Linked DNA regions of Rattus norvegicus: region 1 is linked to region 2. Evidence: chromatin contacts called from public Hi-C data. All regions are on one chromosome and are shown on one strand. The core of a region is the stretch at or near the end of the contact, and the rest is flanking DNA. Distances in the headings are between cores, read along the strand shown. Region 1 overlaps Wbp1l (WW domain binding protein 1-like). Region 2 holds the start of Wbp1l (WW domain binding protein 1-like).

The links. A called contact is a pair of places that touch in the nucleus more often than the background predicts.
Region 1: a contact with region 2 is called in a Hi-C map of the A7r5 cell line, with 2.1 times the contacts expected there. The contact joins the enhancer-like site here to the promoter of Wbp1l in region 2. A contact is called at or near these places in 11 of 12 Hi-C or Micro-C datasets (the A7r5 cell line, Schwann cells, frontal cortex and 6 more).

What each region holds. Positions count from the first base shown.
Region 1 is chr1:255,456,389-255,461,802 of GRCr8, reverse strand. Wbp1l (WW domain binding protein 1-like) reads right to left here. Exons shown (of 4, transcript NM_001127484.1): 2 at 5,086-5,188. Among named protein-coding and RNA genes, the nearest start is that of Cyp17a1, 25 kb to the left of the region's middle. Within about 2 kb of position 1,467, at least 6 of the 93 cell types and tissues checked have an H3K27ac peak or open chromatin away from gene starts, as enhancers often do. A contact at or near this core is called in the A7r5 cell line, where this site is marked.
Region 2 is chr1:255,411,313-255,416,877 of GRCr8, reverse strand. It overlaps Wbp1l (WW domain binding protein 1-like), which reads right to left and starts at 3,173. Exons shown (of 4, transcript NM_001127484.1): 1 at 2,986-3,173. The coding sequence starts at 3,075.

The sequences.
Region 1 (5,414 bases), core at 218-2,717, 47 kb before region 2:
AAGATCTCCAGTTCAGGGTCAACCTGGGCTATCTAGGGAAACCTGTCATGACAGACAAGGGAAATGCTTTTCCTGTTCACCAAAAATTCCTGATTCTCTTGCTTTGGGTGCATGGGTAGGCCTGAGCTTCCTGGCCTCTACGCGCTTGGGGGAGGCTGACTAAATCTACCTATTGACAGAAACTATGAGCAGTGTGTCATTTAGAGACAGGAACGCTTCTTGTATAAAACCCTCCATCAGCCCCCATTGGTATTCCAGTCATTCCTGGCTCTACGCTGTAAGACATGCCCAGGTGGGAACAGAGCCCCCATTCCACCTTCAATAGACACACAGCAAGAGTGAGAAAGAACCCTGTTGGTTTCAGCCACTAGGATTTGGGACATGTTTGTTCCTGCGGCAAAGCCGGCTGCCACACAGTGCTACAGGGTTTTCCATGTGAGCTCTAAGGATTTATCAGGAATCCTTTAAAAGAACCCAATCTCACTTTTGCCTATTCTGGGCTCACTCACAATACATGTATAAGGTCCGAGGACAACTTAGTGGACCAGGACAGTCCTGGACCAGCAGTTATCAGCTGAACCACCTCCTTGACCTCAGGAGAGATCAATCTAAAGGATAGTCTTGATCTAAAGCAAGACTGAGGTCCGCTTCACTGAAAGGCTTCCTATTTTTCGAAAACCACAGAATGGAAAAATGAGGAAGAGCGGCAGGCAGCAGAATCCAGGGCCCGGTGCATGCTGGGACACACGCGCTACCCATGAGACACTCGTGCCTTGGCCCACCTTTTCCCGCTTGATGTTATGAGAAGGAAAACTATCTCTGCCCTGCACCTGCTGTGTGATGTCACACTTGTCTCAAACTGGGTAAGCGCCTCTCAGTTTCAAATATATGACCACAGGAGAGTTACCTGTGTGGATCCACACAAGGGAAAGCACAAGGTCTTGTAGCACATTGGGTGTCAATCTAGGGACAGAAAAATGGACAAGCTGGTCCCATCTGGTGGGAAGGCAGACAGAGCACAGTCCGATGTGGGTTATACAAACTAGACTGTCCTGAGAATCACATTAGGAAAGGCTGTAAATTAACTGCATGCAGGGGTGGGATGTTAGATTAGTCCCAGTGGGGTTGGACTAAATTTTAATATTTTAGCTAGATTTCAGAAATACAGAGGTAGGTTTTATTGCTATTGTTTTTGAGACAAGGGTTGCTATACAACTGGGGTTGCTATACAACTGTGGCTGACCTCAAACTTGGGGCAATTCTCTACCCTATGTTCCCCAAACACACACCAATCTATATGGCCCCCTCCCACCTCCCGCCCAAGTTATGACCTTGCTGTGTGGAGCATTTGTCATGCTAAACGAAATGGAGAGCATGTTTTTAAAAACAATCACAGTCCCGTGTAGGAACTGAGTCATGTGCCCTAGAGTTTGGGACAGACTTGGGAAAACGCACTTCTCAGCTGGCAGGAAATTCCCCACCAGTGAGCGGCTCACACTGGAGAACTAACTCCCCTTCTTCTCATACTCTAGGGTGACTCCCTTGGCCCTGACAGTTCTTATCAGGATCTCCTGAGTGCTTAAGAATCCCTGAATTTGGAAAATGAATATTCCCACAGGGTTACAGTGTCTTGTCTGAACTATCGGGCAACTGACAGTCCTGTAGGGTGACCACAGCTACACAGGTTCAAAGTCCAGAAAACCCGTGATCTTTGGGATTCTGTTTCTACTCCCCTTGTGTGTAAAATGGGGAGAACGATGGTCTCACCCAAATTAACACACAAGTGGGACACTCCCCGCCGCTCCCCACCGTGCCCGTGTCACTGTGTCACTGTGCCATCTCAGGCTTATTGTTATAGCTGGTGCTCTTACAGGCATAAGCACAGATGGGACGGATTTCCTTGAAACCCTCCTTTGACCCCTCCTCTAAAAACAACATGGATTAGGAACAAGTCCAAAGTCTGCCTCTAGGTTCTGCTCTTGGCAAAATTCTGTGGAAAAAGAAATCAGGCAACTCCTATTTATTGAGCCCTTGCCATGAACAAGATGCTGTGTCCACTGACACTAGCTGCCTGGCTGACTATGCTGCCCCCGTCCAGGGGCTTGGAACACTAGGGAGCTGTGCTCAACAAGGACTTGGAAGGAGGCGTCCTGCCAGCCAGTGTGCTCAAGAGCTAAGACTCAAGCGTGTTGAAACATCAATCGCAGAGTGTCCCGTAAGTATGGGCAGTGTCTCAAATCGTAATTAAAATAACAAAGTGGATAAGTATCAGTGGTTGGCGTTCAGTGGATTGGCTACATCTCTTTCACGTCATCTCTCGAAATCCCACTGTGGCCTTTCCTCTCAGCTGAAACTCAAACCAGGGAAACCTGACGCTTGAGTAAAGTTCCTCCAGATTATCTCAGGGACAGAAAATCCAACTATGACTTCTCCCTGGGAAATGCGGTCTGGAGAAAGAAAAAGAGCCTCAGACAAGAATTGGGAACCCCGACCGCAGGCTTTTTGGTACCCCTGGATTTCTGGGGTCTCCTTGCTCCCTCTGTTTCGGGGAAGTTAGACATGCACGGAAGCCCCACCTCCTTCCAGCTTAGCCTCAGAGCCCCCAAGCAGGGAGATGCAGGCCACTCTACTACGTCTTAGCTACAAACAACAGAGTGTTCTTAAGGTGTGGATGACACCAGCAGCTGGCAGGTACAGAAGACCCTACTTAGCCAGCCACAAAACATCCTCTACCCCAACTCTCTCAGGGTGCCCTGTAGTCTCCGGATAGTAGCTCTTCGCTACGGGGCCATAGCTAACAGCAGTCTCCTGTCTGAGAGTGAATCCTATCCTCTGAACGTACACTCCATGCTTGCATGCCTGCGAGCTCACACTGCATCTCCTCTCTGCCTGATCGCTGCCCGATGGAGGAACTGCACCCTCGTGCCGATTCTGAAACAGAAGAGGCCATGGCATCGATTAAGAGCTTGCCGGAACTGCAAACGCTCAGGTCTATCTCAGCCCTGAAGGGAGCAGAGCCTGGAAATCTGTGTTTAAATCGGTCTCTGCTAAGGCACTGAGGTCTAAGACTGGAGGAATTGGCTTTGCTGAATGACTGACAGAATGGTGACTCCAGGCACAGAGGCAGGTTTCTTGGTCTCAGCTACTGCCCTGGTAAACAGGAGCATCCGGTCTCACCTCGCACAGGCCCAGGGACTGGTTCAAGTTACAGCACACTGAAAACTTGCTGAGGAGAACTCAAGGTCAGCGTGTGCCTGTGGGTCTGTACACTGTGCATAGGTCAGTCCGAGGGTCACAGGTAAATTTAGTTCAGTACAGGTAAAAGGGCTAGTGGGAACAGCATTTCCCCCAGGGCCTTTCTTGTGAAATGAAGGCTAACCCTGCCAATGATCCCTGGCTTGGTTCTTTCTCCAAAGAAAGGGGGGCAGGAGATGGGAAACCACGCAAAGCCAGTTACTTTTGCATTGCTGGCAAAACTGAAAGGCGGTTAGAGGGAAAAACCACGAGAAGTGTATTTTTCAGCTCTTGGGAGGCAGAGGTAGCAGAATTTAGAGCTCATGGCCAGCCTGGGCTACACTGCAATTTTCAGATCAAACTATATACGAAGAATGTGTCTTTAAAAAACAACTAAAACCAAAAGAAAAAAATAAACCAGCAAGTGTAGTTTGCTAAGAACTTCACAGCTCATTCCAATCCTCAAGTCCCCTCCAACACACTTCTTATAGAGGGATTTCCTGAGGGGGACACAAAGACACGCACTGGGTACCTCCAAACGTCTCAGTCTGTGTGTCTCCCTCTCCCCCAGAGCTCAGGAAGCCTGAGCCTTGTATGATGTGAGTTTGGGCCTCCTCCCTTCTCCAGCTGGCTGTAACAGGAAGGTGAGGAAGCAGAAGCTCCTCTTCTCAGACAATCTCCCCGCCATTTGCTTCCCCAGTCCTTGCCACTGGCCTAACTCTTGGCTCTGGCTTCAGTGACCCAATTCTGGTGTCTACTGACTGAGTCTGTCTGCTCTCCCCCACGACCCAGGAGGCCCTGTCAATCTGAGATGGGACCATCAGCAACTCCACAACTTTCCATAAGCGATGCCAGCTGGGCCCAGCCCCAGAAAAACAAACCGGAGCTCTGTGGCTTTTTGGCAGCCTGACATCGCCTTTTGTTTTGACAAGGGGTGGGAGGGAGAATTTGAACCCTGTGGTTATCTGCATTTAAACACATTTAAACACATCCAGTCCACCTGCTTGGCACTCGGTGTTCCCTAATCAGTTTCTCAGCCCCGACCTGGCTGAAATAGCAGTTCCGTACCCTCCTCCTGCTTCTGTACATGGAGGACTGGTGGGGGTCTCAGGGCCCTGGCCTTTCCTGCACTGGATTCCTGTAGATTGGTGGCCTCAGTCCTGGAAGGGTGAGGGTGAGGAAGAGGCCCTGTTTGAAGGACCCACCCATGCTGGCTTTAAAAGAGCGTTGCACATCACAGGGAGAGAGACTTCCCAGCCAGGAGTCCAACTTCCTTGCCAGATTAAATACTGGTTCTAGCTGTTTTCCTGCCATATCACTGACTGGGGGAGGGGTGCAGAGAGGGGGGGGGAGGGGGCCTAGAGGTCGGTTGAGAGTAAGAACCATCATAGTCTGACAAGCCAGTCCAACACCTGATTTTACGTAAAGACTGGGTAGGGGATCAGAATTATCTGGGAAACAGCTGTGGGAAGCACTCCAGAGTCAGTCACCTGGGACTGCTCTGCCCGCAGGACCGCCATCCACCCACTCTGTCTGGAGCTCAACACCTCGGTTCATCTGAGTTCTAAGAAGATCAAGGCACAGAGTGTGTTAGGCAGAAGCACTGCCTAAGGACCCTGACCTGCAAAGAGGCGTGGACTACATCCCCCAGTCCTCAGCCCGCTGTGCCCAGAGCGGGCCCAAGCCCTCCTCCTCTAGAAAGCAATCACTTCTGGGACCCGGAACCAGATTCTACTCACCAACACTGTCCCCAAGAGAATCAGAAAAGGCTGGCCAGCCCGCGGTTTCCCAAGGAGCAGAGGCAGTAACCGGGACCCTGGGATGCCAAGAACCCCCTGGACAAGGACTTACACCAGAGTTCATAGTAGTGGCTGCAGCACTGAGCCTGTCCACAGCAGTGTCCCGTGTCACAGATGTAGCTTTGATTGTTGGTGCCCACACAGGCTTCCTTATCCTGCAAAGTCAAGAGGCAACGGAGCTCGTTACACCACAGCTCACGCCCATGCCCATCCGTCCTCACCTGCCTCCAGCTGGTCACTGCCTGCCTGCCCCCCACCCACCCGCACCTGGTCGCCTGTCTGTTCCCCAAACAGCACCAGCGTTTATCCCAGGTAACAGGGTTAACACAAACACCCTAACACAGATGAATTTAAAAACAAGCAGACAAGTTTTTTGTTTGT
Region 2 (5,565 bases), core at 1,924-4,423:
AAGCTGATGCAGGAGGATCACAGGGAGTTCAAGGTCAGCCTGGTCAATATATTGAGTTCTAACCAGGAGCATGGCTAACAAGACCCTGTCTAAACTACACCCCCCCACACCCCCTCCCTCCAAAACAGATAGATCCCTGCAAAACAAAACAAAAAAAAAAATAATAAGTAAATAAACAGAAATTAGATGGTATTTGACAGATTCATTTCAGGGAGGGAGACACAGCAAGGTACCCACACCACTTTCTACACAGAATGCAAGGTGCCACCTTAGTGATCTGGGCACTATAGAACTAAAGGCCTGAGGCTGCTCCCTGACAGGCGTTCTCTGCATCTGTTCCCTTTCTGATCTGTAGGAACCAAAACCCCAACAAAAAAACCTAAATTGACCAAGCTACGGTAGATTCAAAGTTAATAATTATATTGCTATTTCCATTCCAAAGGTTAAAAAACAAAACACAAATTTCACCATAGCGATCTGGTATGATTGATTGGACCGGAGGACTCGGAGGGTACGGGTGTCATGAGAGTGTAAAGGGTGTCGGGGTGACGTAGGGAGAGGCCAGGGAGCAGTGGGCAGCTCATAACGCAAACTTTCCCTCTTTGCAGGAACTGTATGTAACCAGACAACAGCTGTGGTCAAGTACTAGCACCCAACCAAACAGAACGAGGTACAAAAGCTACCCTGTCCCCAAAATAAGCATTGGAAGTACCAGAACTATGGTAAGAAAACAGTCCATGATTGATGAGCTGTAAGCAGAGCCTTACACTGAAGACCCTCACCGCCCCCAGGCTGCAGGACCATTTTCCAATCCTCTTCCTGAAAGAAGTGGGTCTGGTTCCTACTAGCAACCAGCCCACCCCCAAAGGTTCCACCCTCCTAAATCAAGCCCCCTAACAAGGTGATGGAAGGGCTATAGGGTCAGCCCTCAGAGAGGTCCACAGAAACAGAAAAGCATCTTCATTCTGTATTCTGTTCTGTCAACACCTACGTTTAACCTTGCCAGTCCTGAGAGCTGTAACTTCTCTAGGAGACAAATGTATTTCTCCTGGTACCTTATGGCTTTAACTAAGAACCCAGACAAGGGCAAAAACTAAAGGGTTTCGTCCCTAAGAAGGAATACATGAAAGGTCATAAAACCAACTCATTCGTTCACATCCTATTTCCCAGATATTACATCCCCCTGCCCTGTTAAGATACAGTGACACAGGGGCTGGGGATTTAGCTCAGTGGTAGAGTGCTTGCCTAGGAAGCGCAAGGCCCTGGGTTCGGTCCCCAGCTCCGAAAAAAAGAACCAAAAAAAAAAAAAAAAAAAAAAAAAAGATACAGTGACAGATAGGATGATAAATTGTAGCATATACATTAAGGGGAATATTATTTGGTCACGATGCAGATGAACCTTAAACACATGACAGAATATGAACGACGCCACACATGCTACAGCCATGCCGTTACGCAGGATGTGCAGGACAGGTAAATCCACACAGACACAGGCAGACTCACTAGTTGTCAAGGGTCAGGGTTGGGGGGCAGGGGGAGGTGTGTGGGAGGGGTGGAAACAGGGAGTAACTGGTTAAGAGGGACCATTCTTTGGGATGATTCAACTGTTTTGGAAGTAGATAGGGTGGTGGTTGCACAACACCGAATGCCACAGTGATTCACTTTAAAACTGTTGATTTTGGTATGTGAACTTCAAGGCACTTAAAAATCCTCCAAATCCCAGAGCTTGGGTGGCTGAAGGAAGAAGATCTTGAGTTCAAGCCCAGCCTGACCTACATTGCAAGAACTTGTCTCAAACAAAACAAAACTCAATTATTTTCAGGTTTTGTTCTGTTGGTTTTTTGTTTGTTTGTTTTAGGAAGAGGATACTCAGGAGCAAAATAAGATTGGTGTGTGAAAGGGCCACCCTTAAGCTCTAGGAGGAAAGGTAAAAGTTCTGCTAGCAATTTCTGCTCTTCTGCGTGACGTGAAGTGCTGTATAGACTGTCCCTGTGCTGTGTCTGTGCCTGTGAATGCTTTTCTGAAAAACAGACAATGATGGGAAGAAAGGGAAGAACCCAAAAACGATAGAAGCTTTGCCAAACTTAACAGGGGAGGGGTGATTCCCCCTACAGCACCCCACCCAATCTGGCACCAAGACTAACGCTTCAATTAGGGTTTCGAAACACCAGCCCAAGCTAGAATCAGCACAAGCGAGCTTCTCCGGCTTGGACCAGGAAAGACCAAGCCACCCAGCAAGAAAAGCTAGGGCGCTCCACTTGCTGCCGATATTGGCTTCGGAACCACTCTTTGCTCAAAAGCCCTGATCAGCTCGTATCAGCAACAGTGACTTCTTCCCAGGACAGCCAGCCTAACAGCACGGCCTTCTCACAGCTCAGATGTGCCCCTCCTCCTGAGAGGTTCCACTCTACTTCATCTCTCCTATCTTCCAAGAACCTTACCTCCAACAACAGGCCACCAACGTGCTATGCCTTACAGCATTAAAATTAAAAAATTAAAAATAAATAAATAAAAGGAGCTAGGATGCCCTCAGAACTTCTCCTTTGTCCAGTCTGAAATAAATATCCTGCTGGGCTCTCCTCCCTCTGGGGCCAGTTCAGTAACCTGTGATCGGTGTGCACACAGTCTCTGGCTCCTGACTCTACTGCGGAGAAGAAATAAGGCCCACAAGCACACAGTGTGCATCGATATCCAGAAAGGGTCCTTCAGAGCACCTACCATACCTACCCTCTCAAAGGACCCCCAAGTCGCCTGGCACCATTGCCTCTGCCATCTTCTTGACATCCAACTCATCACAGGTGTCCCTCGGCTAAACACCAACACCGCCACCCCCCCAAACCCCTTCACCCTGCCCACGTTAGCCATGGGCTTCCCTCCCGAAAACACTCAACTCTCTGCAAACAAACCTCTTTAAGACCCCCCTCCAGCCAGGCCTCGACCTCCCCGGACCCCCCCCCCCAAGCTAGCCCAGACGCCCTCCCTTACCTGCGGGGGCTCAGCCCTCACTGACAGGGGGCTGGGCAGCGCCTGGAGGAGCAGGAGCGCCATGCCACCCAGGAGCCTTCTCCTCTCCATCCCCCTCCTGCTCCTGCTCCTCCGCCACGGCGCCGCCACCCCTCCTCCTCCCTCTCTTCTTCCCTCTGCTTCCTTCTTCCCTTCTTTTCCTGTTTCGCTCTCCCCTCCCGCTTCCGGCTCGGCTCCACCCCGCCCCGGGGAAAATGCCCTCCCAGATGCAGAGGAGGGTCTCCAACTCCCGCGCCTCATTGGTTTCTACTTTCCGTCCATTGGCCAAAATAGCTGTGTGTCAAATATCAGTCCCAGCCCCCCTCGTGCTAGGTGATTTGGCCAATGAAAAGTGGGAGGAAGCCGGGCCATCTTGAATGCTGCGAGATGTCTAAAAGTGCAGAGCGCCCGCCCCGCAGAGAGTGGCGGAAGTAACAGGAGCCAGGGACACGACCACCCGGATGCATTGAGAAAGTTGACCGTATTCAGCCATTTTGAGTGTGGCGGAAGTGTTATGTTCCCACAGTTAAGGGGAGGTAAAAGAAAAAAAGAAGTAGTGAGGTATGCTGGTTCTAAAGCGTACTTCCAAAGAGTAAAACAATTGCAGTCTATAAACCTTTGGTGCTTTTTGTATTAAAGTACAGAACGCCCTATTATCAGGATCCCCTCTCCAAGCTCGCTACCCAAGCAGCTGCTTAGGTTCATTTGCGTCCCCTATTAAGGTGTTCTGACACCCCGAGTTTCAAGGACAAAACCCTTATAATCTTACTCAGAAACAGCTCTGATACCCACCAATCATTGCTTCAGCCAGGTTATCTTCCGGCTAAATGAAAAAGTCTTCCCTATGCACCATTTCCCCACCCCCAACCCCTCAAATCCCATCCACGAGTCGCAAAGACCCACACATCACTATGTAGGAGCTTCACCTTTGAGAATACTTGGCCAACTGGGCAGGAGGATGCATCACTCTGGTAAAATGGCTTGCATGGGCAAGGCCCTGAATTCAGACCCCAGTATTTGCCATAAGGAACGGAGAATGGGAAGAGATACAGGGAGGAAGAGAGGGAAGAAGAAAGAAAAGATTAGGCTCCAATTATTCACAGGATGTATTAGGTTAGCTTTTTGATATAGGGTCTCCCCATGTTGTCCATGCAAGCCAAGAACTATGTAACTCAGGCTGCCCTCACAGTTACGAGTTAGTAGTTCCCATACAAAGCCCTACTGTTCATTCTAACTGCCTTTCAACATCCCACAGGCCAATTCAAAGAAGGCAGAGGTGTTAGAAAATGACTGGACTGGGGATGGCAGGGCTCAAAGGTAGAACACTTACCTAACAGAAAGAGGACCTTGGGTTCCATGCTGGAACCTCAAAAGAAAATCAAATCATCTCAAAGTCCTCCTAACCTTGACATACTCTAAACTTGACATACTCTAGACTATTCCAAAAGATGACAACTGAGTTTGAAGTCACCCTGGTCTACAGAGTGAGCTCCAGAACAGCCAGGGCTACATTAAAAATAACCTGCCTCAGAAAACAAAAGCAAAAATAATCCTGTGAGGACAGACATGTCTCCGATAGAGAAAGCTAAGCAAAAGCTGTTCTTTACAGAGAACACAGTGAGGAAAAACTTCCCAGGTTCTGATGTTTCTTTTCCGGTTTGTTTTTGGAAGGGAAAAGCCAAAGTCAAGTTTCCCATCTTTAAAAGCCTGGCTGAAAAACGAACAGACTTTTCTGGCAACTACCAGCCAGCATCGTGTTTTCCATGTTAGTTATAACGTTCTTAAAGAACCCTGCAAACACACTTAGCAAGAGAAGCCAGAGACAAAAGGCCCACAGTGTGATCTGACAACAAATGTGGAAAGCAGACAAATCTGAAGACGGTAATGGCTGAGGGGCGGGAGGAAGGTGGGGTGTGGATGCTGATGTCCTTGGGTTTCCTAGGAGGGATAGGCTAAGTGTCCAGATTACAGGAGTACCACGGTGTGACTGGCCTGAAAGTTACTAAATCACACGATTTAAAGGGCTGGATTTGCGCTTACCTAGGAAGCGCAAGGCCCTGGGTTCGGTCCCCAGCTCCGAAAAAAAGAACCAAAAAAATAAATAAATAAATAAATAAATAAATAAATAAATAAAGGGCTGGATTTGGCTGGGCACAGAGATGCACAGCTGTAATCTCAGCACTCATGAATCCGGAGTGAGGCAATGAGAGGCTAGCCTGGACTCCATCAAAAAGAAAACAATTAGGGGTTGGGGATTTGGCTCAGTGGTAGAGCGCTTGCCTAGGAAGCGCAAGGCCCTGGGTTCTGTCCCCAGCTCCGAAAAAAAGAAATTTAAAAAAAAAAAAGGGGGGGGGGTTGGGGATTTAGCTCAGTGGTAGAGCGCTTGCCTAGGAAGCGCAAGGCCCTGGGTTCGGTCCCCAGCTCCGAAAAAAAGAAATTTAAAAAAAAAAAAAGGGGGGGGGGTTGGGGATTTAGCTCAGTGGTAGAGCGCTTGCCTAGGAAGCGCAAGGCCCTGGGTTCGGTCCCCAGCTCTGAAAAAAAGAACCAAAAAAAAAAAGAAAA